Linked DNA regions of Hordeum vulgare: region 1 is linked to region 2. Evidence: chromatin contacts called from public HiChIP or PLAC-seq data. All regions are on one chromosome and are shown on one strand. The core of a region is the stretch at or near the end of the contact, and the rest is flanking DNA. Distances in the headings are between cores, read along the strand shown.

Evidence for each region. HiChIP or PLAC-seq counts read pairs in DNA pulled down with a chosen protein or histone mark.
Region 1: a contact with region 2 is called in an H3K4me3 HiChIP or PLAC-seq map of embryo, with 7 times the contacts expected there. The contact joins the promoter of LOC123428207 here to the promoter of LOC123428203 in region 2. A contact is called at or near these places in 1 of 6 Hi-C or Micro-C datasets (seedling) and 1 of 1 datasets of contacts at active chromatin or transcription factors (embryo).

Annotation. Positions count from the first base shown.
Region 1 is chr2H:639,434,494-639,437,718 of MorexV3_pseudomolecules_assembly, reverse strand. LOC123428207 (programmed cell death protein 2-like) reads left to right here and starts at 1,832. Exons shown (of 8, transcript XM_045112388.1): 1 at 1,832-2,156; 2 at 2,742-2,974; 3 at 3,161-3,225. The coding sequence starts at 2,879.
Region 2 is chr2H:639,259,003-639,262,424 of MorexV3_pseudomolecules_assembly, reverse strand. LOC123428203 (DNA-directed RNA polymerases IV and V subunit 2-like) reads left to right here and starts at 1,284. Exons shown (of 8, transcript XM_045112386.1): 1 at 1,284-1,378; 2 at 2,716-3,341. The coding sequence starts at 2,739.

The sequences.
Region 1 (3,225 bases), core at 583-3,082, 170 kb before region 2:
GCTCGTACTGCGCGCCGCGCCCCGCAAGCCTGGCCACGACAAACGATGTACATATCTCTGTATGTATGATGACTCCGACCTCATGTTCAGCCTTGAGCTCCCGGCCGCCCGGACAAGGCAATGACAAGAGATTAACAACGGCTGGTGGTTGCTGTGTTCGTAGTGGTGGCTGCACTCGTGTCATCTATGGTGGTGGTGGCAGTGCATCTTTTCTTTTCTTCGGCATGGACAGCACACCCACTTGTTTCTAGAGGAGCTTTGTGCCTTTGTGCATCCAAACTCCACTCTTTTGTAACGACCTACCCGCGTGTCAATAATGATCTGAACACTTTTATATTTCTTTACAGAACAAGTACTAAATCAATTAATCAAAACATGGATGCATCCGTTTAGCCGGTTTGTTCTACGCGCCGAACCGTCCAAGAGAACCCCTTAGGCGAGCCAATTTGTGGCGCCATAGCGAGCCGTGTTGTGCGACTACTAAAACCAAGCTCACAACCTTACCACTTGCACTACTAAGTGTTAGTGATCAAATAGGCAGCGCACACTTTTAAGAACTAAATACAACGGCTGATCCAAAGTTTTTCAAGAAACATCAACAAATTCTTGGACGAATGTGAATATTTTTTTAATAAAACGTGAAAATGTATGAGTACGTAAACTCAAAAAAAATATATTTAACGTGAACATTTTTCTCATAAAAAGTGACCAATTTTGAATTCTCTTATTTTTAAGCAGTGAATTTAAAATGCGCACTTAACATTTTCTTAGTATGTTCTGAACACACTATTTGTTTTTTTAATATAAACTTTAGGTTTTTGTACATTTTCTGCGATATAAATAAAATTTAGGTTTCTGTTTTCATTGTAAATTGTAAAAAAAATCAGAAAAAGGAGAAAATAAAAATCAAATCAGGACCCCCCCCCCCCCCAAAAAAAAAGGTAAAAAAAATCGAAAAAAACCTAGTTGAGGGAACTTAAAAAACTGGTTTCTTGCTCGAAAGGAGACGGCCCATGTCGCGTCTCTCGCTCGCTTTGCTTCAGCAAAGCTGCGATTATTCGATGCATATGGGTGTGTACTGTGTAATAGTGCCAACCGTCTATCTCACTTATAGCGAGATGAATTGTCCGCTCGCATGAAGGGTTTCCTCCTTGTGTAGTTACTGGACCAGCCTATTGTTGTCTTTATTTTTTGCTGTTTGATCAATCCAGGTCCAGGATGCGGGTTCTTGTTCGATTGCTCATTCATTCTGGCTTGTTTATTCATTTTTTATTTTTTATTTTCGATTTACTCTGCTTCTTTATCGGTTATCTCCACTTTGTTGCCTTTTCATTGATTTTCTTTAGTGTGTTTTTTCTTCGGTTGTATTTATTTCTTGACGGTTTCCCCTGTGGTTTTTTCTTTCTATTTTCTTGTTTTATTTTGTGGTTGTTTCTTTCTCGGTTTTCATGAATTTTTATTTTACTTAACACATAATTATCATTTTACTATATTCGTTTGATATTTAGTTATTTCCATATACACTGTACATTGCTTTCTATACGTCATAATTATTTTCTTTTATACATATACATCTTGGGAATACATGTTTAACATTTTTAATTTCCTTTATGTAATGTGATTTTTTATAGCTATATTAGAATATAATAAAAAATAAATGAAGTAAGAAACTTTATTTAGCAAAAATATGAAGAGAAAATAGAAGATGATAAAAGCGCTAGTGGCCTGTGGCCCCTGCTGTGGGCCGGGCCATTCTTGACGGCTGCTTTTAGCGAGGCTTCGCTACGTCTCATTATAAACAAGACATAGGCCCAGTTCTTTTGAGCAGATTCTAGTCCCTGGAACCAAAAACGACCCGTTTTCCCTCTGGCCTCGCTGCGCTCCCCTCCCGCCTCACCTCGCCGCCCATCTCGCCGTCGCTGCCGGCCAAGCCGTCGCCGCCCCCGCTGGCCATCTTGGCTCCTCAGGCCGGCCCCGCCCCGCCCCGTCAATCCCTCCCCACCCTGCCGTCAACCCCGCCCCGCCCCATAGTTCGCCCTGCCCCGCGGCTAGGGTTACGGCGCCGCCGCCGGCCAGGCCAGGCCCCGCCCCGCCTCCCTCCTCAAATCCGCCCCACCCTGCAGTTTGCCCCCTGCTGGCCAGTTTCGACGCTCACGGTGAGCTTCTTTTTCCCATCTCTGTTTCTTCCCTCTTCATTTTGTCTGCTGTTGCTCATAGATAAAATAGCTATTTGTTAGATGGATGGATGGATTGATGCTTGAATTTGCTAGATGTTTCCTGCTGTCCGTCCAACATGTCCTCTAAGCAATATGCGAGGCTTACCCACGGCCCTATAACCAATTCAACTATTCTACTTTGTTGTCCACTACATGAAAATAATTTTGTTTGACCATTGTTTCACATTATATCAGCACATATATTACTCAATATTTATTACTTTTTTGCTTAAAAACCGACAATCGAACCGGTGAATCGGCGGTCTGACCAGTAAAAACCTGACCGACAACCTTTTCGGTTCGATTTCCGGTTCGGTTTTATAAACTATGCGTGAATGTCCTCCGTAAAGGTTAACCTCGAGTTAGTTGATCTCCATTTTAATATTTTTGTTTTTGCAATAGTCGAACAAGCATTTGGGCTTAGTCAGGCTGCTTTCCGAGTACATTGTGGGCCGTCCGGGCTTCTTTTTTACATTACAGGGTCTTTCGCAGAACCATGCCTGAGTAGCATTTGCCCCCACCCAGGCAGAGCACACGCTAGCTGCCTAACCCTTCTCTTCCAGCTGCCGTCCGCCGTCGAGTCCGCGGTTCTTGTCTCCCGCGGCCGTCCGCCAGCTCCGTAGAGCTCGCATCTTCCGAGGGATAGCAGGGTGGCGGCAGGGATGACGGAGGAGGTTCATCTGGGCCTCCCTGGGCCCTGGGCGGAGGACTACCGGGAGAAGGCCGACCACTACACCACCAAGATCGGCGGGGTCCCTGTATGTCATTGCTAACTTGATGTTTTCTTCTCCATCTCTTCTTTAATTTCGTTTTTGGCTCACGAACCACTATCTCTGCTCCTTCTCTTGGGAAGTTGGAAATAAGCTCTCTAAAGGTGGAACAATTTTCCCAAGGGGAGGCTTTTGCCGGCTCCTGTTTGAGTAATTTTTATGGACCTTCTGCAGGATTGGCCAGCCGAGGATTTGGGGACTGAAGCTAAATTGCTCCAATGCAAACTGTGTGGAACCAG
Region 2 (3,422 bases), core at 35-2,534:
TATGATATAAATAAAAAACAATGAATAAAGAGAAAGAAAAGGACCATTACCTGCATACTCGACCAATAAAAAGACACACGAAGCGTCCACCCAAATCCAAAGGATCCAAAATGACACCGCCTATTAGATCCAATACCCCTACATTGACGGGAGATTCAGATTAAACTTATTAGCCACCACGGCCACCAAAACGAGAGTGGGATACATGTAAAACCAAAAACCTAACAAAAGCAGATAGACTACTACATGCACGTGGAATAAGGTCCTGAGATTATAACATCTGTTTCGCCGTCGTTGGAGCACCTGATGGAGGGAAAGAAAACCCGATGATATCGGAGTTCGGGGAGCTTGCAGCCTCCACTCGTGGGTTGAAGATGGTGGCTAGGTTTTCACATGGTTGGGTGTATAGCTGGCCAAACAGGTTGGGCTAAACAGACCGGCGCGCGAGCCCGTCGGCACGGCCCGTCATGGGCCAGGCACGACACGACTTAAATGGGCCCGTGCCAGACACGACACAACCCGTTTATTATATATATATTTTTAGATTTTTTTAAATGTATATACATAATATATGGTCCAATAGCCTAAAAAATAAGCCATTAGGTTAAAAATATGCAGACCAGCGTGCTAAGCGGGCCAACATGTCGGCCCGTTTAATAACCGGCCCGTGCCTCGGCCTGAAGGCGCAGCCCACGGGCTGACACGACACGGCCTGCTTAGTAAACGTGCCGGTGTTGGCCGTGCCGTGTTGGACCTGTTTACAACGGGCCGGACCGTGCTGGCCCGTTTGGTCATAGGTATGGTTGGATGCAAAACGGGGAAAGCATCCATACTTTTTTTTAATGCATGGTACTTATTGGAGCTCTCACCTTATTGAGTTAGTTGAAGATGAGGCCAACCTTAAAAACACACACACACAAGACACATGGAAGCCGTGACTGGCGCTGCGCCTATGTTGCACACCTGTCCTGCCGCGGCACCACCTGAGCCGCCACCTGTGCCGTGAGCCCGTTGGCAACGAGACCTGCGTGTCTGCGCAGAGGATCCCGCGCCGTCCCCTCGATGAACGCCAAGCAGCAACCCCAGCCGTCGGATCTGGGGCTCAGCGCACTCTGAACGGCTGATGTCCCTCCCTCCTCCCTCCCCATCCCCGGACAGCAGCAGATGACGCCGCACCGGCCTCGCCTCGACAGTCACTCCCCGTCCCCGTCCCCGTCCCCCGGCACCGCACTCTCCCCCATTTAAACCCCTCCGTCTCCGGCCACCCCCCCCCCCCCCCCACCGGCACCCACCCACCCTCGGGAGCATCGACCGCCCTCCGTCCAGGCGAGGCCGCCAGGGTTTCCTCCTCTCCCCTCCCCTCCCGGGGCCGCCGCAGGTACGGTCCGGCAGTGCCGCTCCCCCCCCCTCCAACACATTTTTTTTCGGGTTCGTACCCCGTACGCCGTAGATCCCCCCTTCGCGGCGCATCCAGGCCCGCTCTCCATCCCTTCCGCCCAAGCGCGGCGCATCGAGAGTTTCCTTTCACCGCCGTCGTCGTCCTTCTCCTCGCCCCGCCGGGCTGGCGCGGGCTCCGGCGCGGGCCTACCCGGGCCTGACGGGTTCGTTCTGTTGGCGAAGAACCCTAGAAAGGTTTATTCCCCCCCGAAAAGGGTTTGGGATTTTTTTTCAACCTGAAGACGGTGGGAGTGGCTCCTACTGTCAAAAGTTTGGGTTGGATCTTCCCGTTTGCTAGGATAATACGGCAGGAGTGGCGAACGTTCCCCTTGTTAGATCCTCCCCCTCTGTAGTGTAGGCACTACTGCTCGCGTTGTATCGATGGGATTCAGATCGTTGGGCCACATTGGTGGGGGGATCTGTCTCTAGCTGTTTTGACAAGCGTCCATTGGCTTCCAATGCACCTCCTCAGTTCGCGAGCGGTGATGATGATTGTGTTTGGTGTTAGGGGTATCTGACATCATTGTTTTCCGCTTATGTACCGGCGTTGGAGCAAATCAGCCTAGGGTTTCTTTTTTATTTGCGCAATCGGTTAATAGTGGTTTTGTGCTACGTAGCGCACCGTGAGGATGGGAGGATATCTGTTTGTAGTTGCTTGGACAAATGATGTTGAATGGCTTGGAAAGCACGCCGTCTGTTCCCGAACGGTAATGATTGTGAGCTGGGGGTGTCAACACAGTGATTTGTTTGGTGCTAGTGTTTCCGACACCATTGTTTTCCTCTTACGTACCGGCGTTGGAGTAAGTCAGGGTAGGGTTTATTTTTATTTGTGCAATCGGTTAATAGTCGTTTTGTGTTTGTTAGTGCACTGTAAGCCATCTGTTCGCGGACGGTAATGATTGTGAGCCAGTGTGGTCAACACTGTTTGGTGTTAGGGTGGCAGACATCATCGTTTTCTACTTATGTAGCGGCGTTGGAGTAAGTTAGGGTAGGGTTTCTTTTCATTTGTGAAATCTGTTACTAGACATTTTGTGCTACTTACGTCACTGTACGCCACATGCTTCATTTGTTTACCTGCTGGGATTGAGGTATTCACCTTTTCGAGAAAACGCTGCACACGTGCGTGTGTACATGTGCCACGTGTATCATTTCCATAACCCGATTTCCAGTATTTAATGCTGTACCGTATATGGCATTTTATGTTGCCTTTTAAAATTAAAATTATCAATATCTAATCTGTTGTTTTATGACGGCGTTGTGAATCGTGGTACTTGACAGGGTTAACTGCCTGTGCTTGCGTAATGGAAGATCCATCAAGCGATAGTGGGCAATCAACAAACGGCGCTGAGCCTGAGCTGGACCCCATGGAATTGTATGACAATGAAGAGAGCAGATCCCATACTGTGGATGATTCAAATGGACAGTCTTCTATGGATGTTGACAGAAAACAGCTTTCTGTGGATGCTGATATGAATGGGAAACCATCCTTGGATGGTGATGGTAAGGGAAAGTACTCCGAGTCACATGCAGAAGTTCCAATTGACATGAGCTTGGGAAGCCTAGAGAGGTTCTGCAAGGAAGCATCAAGGTCATTTTTTGATGAGGTTGGTCTGATTAGCCATCAGATAAATTCCTACAACGAGTTTGTCTCGCATGGGCTCCAGGAGCTATTTGATTCGCTTGGAGAAGTGACTGTCGAGCCAGGTTATGATTCCTCAAAGAAAGGAACTGTTGGTGGTTGGAGGCGTGCCGTCATCAGGTTTGGCAGAGTGAAACTGGAAAAGCCTGTATTTTGGTCTGGCAAAGATGATATTGATGAGGAGTCACTTAAGCTGAAGCCTAGACATGCTCGCCTCCAAAATATGACATATTCCTCCAAAATGGAAGTAGAAGTGCATATTCAGGTCAGCAGTCTTCATGTTCTTTATATTCTATAATTACTTACTCTTTTATGCTGTTGTCTGTTTATGAAGTGTTGCACACAT